2 separate regions of the Mus musculus genome follow, and region 1 is linked to region 2. Evidence: chromatin contacts called from public promoter capture Hi-C data. All regions are on one chromosome and are shown on one strand. Each heading gives the region's core, a stretch centred on a gene start, on an enhancer-like site or on the middle of the called end of the contact. The rest is flanking DNA. Distances are from core to core; before and after follow the strand shown.

Evidence for each region. Promoter capture Hi-C pulls out the DNA fragments that hold promoters and counts their contacts.
Region 1: a contact with region 2 is called in a promoter capture Hi-C map of neutrophils, with 2.8 times the contacts expected there. The contact joins the promoter of Iho1 here to the promoter of Actl11 in region 2. A contact is called at or near these places in 11 of 39 promoter capture datasets (the 3T3-L1 cell line, the C10 cell line, the HPC-7 cell line and 6 more), 1 of 484 Hi-C or Micro-C datasets (the G1E-ER4 cell line) and 1 of 9 other capture datasets (macrophages).

What each region holds. Positions count from the first base shown.
Region 1 is chr9:108,430,390-108,433,089 of GRCm38.p6, forward strand. It overlaps Iho1 (interactor of HORMAD1 1), which reads right to left and starts at 1,437. Exons shown (of 8, transcript NM_001135198.2): 1 at 1,383-1,437.
Region 2 is chr9:107,927,060-107,929,759 of GRCm38.p6, forward strand. Actl11 (actin-like 11) reads left to right here and starts at 1,410. Exons shown (of 1, transcript NM_026338.3): 1 at 1,410-2,700. The coding sequence starts at 1,421.

The DNA.
Region 1 (2,700 bases), core at 187-2,686, 500 kb after region 2:
GTTTTATTTACTTATTTTGACATAGTCTAACTATGTAGCCCTGGCTACTTAGGACTCATTATGGAAAGGAAGATGACCTCAAATCCAGAGATCTGTCTGCCTCTGCCTACCTAGTGCTTGGGTGTTTTGTTTTTTATACAGGATTTCACTATGAACCCCAACCTGGCTCTCCTCAGCGACAGATAGTGCTAGGATTACACATATCCTTCACGCTGTCCAGCCTGGGTTTTTTTGGAACAAGGTTCCACTACTTAACAAGAGATAGATAGAACTCCCTATATAGCCCAGGCTGTCCTATTCCAGCTTTGAGAAATGGGGTCCTGGAGTGAAAGCCTTCAACACCTCCCTCCCCACACTCCGTCCTATATCTTCTACATCCCCCCAACACCCCTCCTTTAATGCTGAAAAGGCTAGTTTCTTCCAAAGACTTCTGGTCCCCTTCCACCTAATCGCCAGGTGATTCTTTGCCAAAAGGAATTGTTCACTCTCATATAGTCTGGTCAAGAAGCTTTCTCCAAGGACTAAACACTGGTAAAAATGCTTGCTAGCAACCCTGACTATTCAAGTTCGACCCCGAGATCCACAAGGCTGATCAGAACCAATTCTTGAAAACTGTCTTCTGACCTTCACGAAACTCCCACCCTGCAAATAAGAATAGTTTTTAAAAAATAATAATTGTTTCTATTTTGATGTGTTGTTTGTTTGTTTGTTTTTGTCTTTGAGACAAGATCCTACTCAGTAGCCCTGGCTATCTTAGAATTCCCTTAGTAGACCAGGCTGGCCTCAAACTCAGAGATCTGCCTGTCTCTGTCTCCTGAGTGCTTGGATTAAAGGCGTGCGCCACCACCGCCGCCGCCGCCTGGCTAAAATAATGTTTTAAGAAAACCTCTTTAATCCCAGCACTTGGGAGGCAGAGGCAGGCAGATTTCTGAGTTCGAGGCCAGCCTGGTCTATAGAGTGACTTCCAGGACAGCCAGGGCTACACAGAGAAACCCTGTCTCGAAAAACCGAGAGAGAGAGAGAGAGAGAGAGAGAGAGAGAGAGAGAGAACCTCGAAGCTCCTGGATTATCATTTCTATGTGTTTCCCAAACGGCTTACTTTTTCTTTTTTTCTTTTGTTTGTTCGTAACAATAAGAACAAATTTCCAGCTGCCTCTCTGATTCCCCATTCACTCATTTCCCAGGCTTGCCTCATCGCCCACTTGAAGCTCCAGCCCTGTGAGAGTCTGACGAGAAGCCGAGAGCCTCAGGCCAGGCTTCCAGTGGCCGAGTGACCCTCAAAGGCATCGGGCGACTGGGCCTGCGGGGCCCTAGGTTCCCCAACCACCTCATCTCTTCCCACTCCTCACGCCCCTCGTGACCCACGCACCTCGAGTTCTCACCTCGCCACACGCGACAGCACACGCCTGCCTTCCTGCGGCTTCCTGGGCGCCGAAGAAAGCCCGCCGAGGTGAGGCCCCACCCCCGGGCTGCGCTCACCAATAAGAATGCCGATTCTTGACCCCGCCCCCTTCTGCACGATGCCTGAGGCTTTTTAACGATTTGACAGTGGGCCTGCTTCCCTCCGCCTTAAGCCACAGGCAGCTCGCAGACCCCACGAGCCTGAACCCTCATGTCTGGTTGCTCAGCACAGGCCCTCTCAGGGTCCACTACCCCATCTCACTTCTCACCTAAAAAATGGAGGCCCGGAGGAATGCCCAATGCTGCCTGTGAGGGCCATGTGTAAGGTGGGCGAGGGTGCCAAAGATCAGGATATGGCTAAGCATCTTGCTAGCCTTTGAGTTCACTGTTGTCTGGGTATATCCGAGTAGCCGGAGCATCTGGAGCCAGAGTGAAGAGAGTTGCTATACTCAGACAACAGGGAACTCAAGGGCCAGCAAGATGCTCAGCTTTGCCACCAAGCCCAAAGACCTGGCTTTGCTCCTCAGGATCCACAAAGGTAGAGTTGAGTTCTGAGACCCTTGAACGTTGTGCTCTGACCTCTACGTGTGTGCAGTGGGCATGAGCATAAACTCACACATACACAAAGGCAAAACAGCAAAACAAAGAACAAAATAAAATAAAAATTTAAGCTGGGAAGCGGTCACATGCCATTAATCTTAGCACTCGGGAGGCAGAGGCTGGTGATCTCTGAGTTCGAGGCCAGCCTGGCCTACAGAGTTCTAAGACAGCCAGTGTTACACAGAGAAACCCAGTCTCAAAAAACAAAAACAACAACAACAACAACAAAAAAAAAAACCCCACCATCAACAACAAAGGTAAACCCAAGTAATAAAAATGACAGAACAGTTATCACACCAGTGCCCCTAAACCTCAAATATCTATGCTAAGTAGAAGTCAGACACAAAAGAGTACATATTGTATGGCTCTATTTATATAGAATTCTAAAAAATGTACACTCTCTATAGTAACAAAACAATGGAGACAATTATGGTGTACATCTGGAATCTTAGCACTCTGGGTGGGTGGAGGCAAAAAAAAAAAAAAATCAGAAGTTTAAGGTCTTTTTGGCTACAAAGTGAGTTTGGGACCAGACTGGGATACATGAGTCCCTGTGTCAAACAAAGTCAGGCATGGTATTACATGCCTGAAATCCCAACACTTGTGTAGGTAAGAAGATAGATCCAAGTTCAAAGCTATCCTGGCCTATATATGAGGGGGTTCTAGCTTATCCAAGACTACATAGTGAGATTCTGTCTC
Region 2 (2,700 bases), core at 160-2,659:
CTGAAGAGGGAGGGTGGCACAAGGGGCCTGGAATGCGGCTGAGTCAGGCTCTGCTCATCAGCCAATCAAAAAGGTGCAGATGCAGCGCAGTGCAGCCTTAGTCCCTGGTCGGTCACACAGCCTAGCACCCCACAGCCAACTGTAAACACTATTTTTAACCTCTGTGAAAACATGTTGCTTCGGAGGAGGGCAAGCCTACAGCTGCGTTCTCCACAAACCTCTTTCCTGGGTGGAAAGACTGAGCCCTGAGGGGATCAGAGCCCTGGAAGATAGAGTTAGCAGCCGGCTAGCTCAGAGCTGGAGGAGGAAGGAGGGTTTGATGGCCCGAGGCAGAATGTCCAGTAGTCGGGTGTGAATGACCTGTTCTCTGGCTGCAGAGCTGTGTGGACCCTCAGGGTGGCCCTGGGTCTAAGGGATGATTCCTCCCTATTCCTGTTTCCCCATTAAAGAAAGTGTGCTGGGGCGGGGCAGGGGGGGGGGTGAGAAGGAGGGTTACTGATCAAGCCTAAAAGCTTCCTTTATTTTTTTTAACATGTCTACTCATATCAAGGCTTTGTCTAGCTTGTCTTTGCTATATATACAGTACTGTTCTGAACATACACACTGTGTGTTCAGTCTCCTATTTGCCATGTTCTCATTGTGAAGCTGGCCCTCTTCCTACCAGATCCCCACCATTCCATCTTGTAATTTGTAATTGCCACTTAGTTAACACTACGGCTACTGCATCCTAGCCCTGTGCCTACCGCTATGCTCTCCTTCTGGCCAGGATGAAACTGACACAATGTGACAAGAGCTAGAACATTACAACTTGAAGATTCTGAGGAGAGGCTCCACCTCCACCACCCCCATACCCACTCCTCCAAGATACTGGCCCTGGGCTTCAGGGACATGTGGCTCTGGGGAGGGGGCTCTATGAGGCACAAGCAGAGGAAAACCATCTGGAGCAGCAGAGACTGCCAAGGAGCTGCTGTCCCTGGAGCGGGAGCGGAAGCAGGGAACACAGGAGAGGGGAGCCGGAGGCTGAGTCTGGGTCCCTCACCCTCTTCTGTCTCTTAGACTTAAGTAGTAAGAGGCTTTGCTCTAGCAAAGGGCCCAGTGTCAGAGAAACCCTCCGTCTCCCCTGACTATTCTACTATTCTTCTCCCTTGACCTTACCTTGGCCCTCTCTGAGACACTGCCCTCACTGAGGGGCTGGTCTGGGGTAGAGTGGTCACTGGTTCATAAAGAAGGGACAAAGCTGGCCTACAGAAGTCCTAAAGTCCCCACCTCCTAAAGTCCTCAGGGAAGCCTCCTGTCTTCAGGGGGTGGGGCCCCTGTTATCTCATATGTTGTCACTCTCCAGGTCACTGGGGGCAGTGATTGTGTGGGGTCACCATGGCAATGAAGTGGGGGCAGGGCACCTAGGGCATGGAGCAGGACTATGGAAGACACCAAGAAGGTGGGGGGCCCTGATCCATCGGGCCCCCAGGGCCATCCACTGCCTAGCAGCCAGCAGCTAACGGGTGGCTTCAAAGTGTCCCAGGGACCATGGATGAACCCTAAATCCCTCTACTCGAAGCAAGGGCTGTCACTCTCCACCGGGGCCATCAACTCAACCTCTCAGGCTCCTGCCTCTCAACCCATGCTTCAACTACTCCATAATTCTGCTCAGGTCAACTCCCAGTGTGACTATGCACGGGCCTCCCAGGACACCTCGAGATTCTCTTCTAACCCATACCCAAACCCCGTTGTGGGAACCCAGGAGCATCTCCTCATGGATGATGGGACTCAGACTCTGCCAATGCCCCCAGACAACAACGGCACAGATGACAAAGCCCAGTACAGATTCAACCTCTCCCAGAATCAGTTACAGATTGGGAGGGAGAGCAAGGCTCCAGCTAAAGTCCTGGTAGGCTGGGGCAAAGGAACCTGTAACATTGGCCAGATGGCCTCTGAGGGCTCCAGAAAGAGTCGATGGCTACCCTACTTCCTCTCGGGAGAGAGTGGTGTAGTTGAAGGTCAAGCACCTCTTCTGACTCAGGCTCCAGTCCAAGATCAGAGGCAAGACAAGTGTCCATGTCTGGCTCAGTCTCCCACCCTAAACAAGGCGACTTCTTCACCGTCACTGCCTCTTCCAACCTCAGTGCCAGCTTCTGTCGCAGCTGTCAACGGATTACCAGCACCTGCCGCAGTTAAACCTTACACCTATAGTCCCAACTACCTGACTAATACCACTGCAGCCGCTAAAGACCTGCCTCTTGATCTAAGGAACGGGGGCAACCAATTGTCTGTTCTCTCAGATCCTTCCAAAAAGGACAAAGTATATTTTTTCCTTAAGGAGACTCCTCCCACTCCAACATCTAGTCCAGCAGAATTTTCACCCAAAATCCAGGACCAAGAAGTTGCCAAGGTGCAGGTGCCAATCCAGCAATCTGAGTACCCTGCAAAGAAGTGTCTAGTCTCCAGGCTAGACACCTTAACATCAACCTCAGAGCCTCTAGACTCTTTCAAGATACAGGAGAATAGCCACAAGGTTTGCAGCTCTCATCCAGACAAGCAGCCCCCCAATGCCTGCAACAACAACAACTGCTCTAACGTGCCACTGCCGGTCCTACAAGGAGCCTACAGCAAGCATTCCCTTCCCCAGTCTCCCAGAGGAGTCATACAGAGTCCCATTTCTGGCGCCCCAACCTGCCAGCTCCAGGATGCTGTAGAAGACCA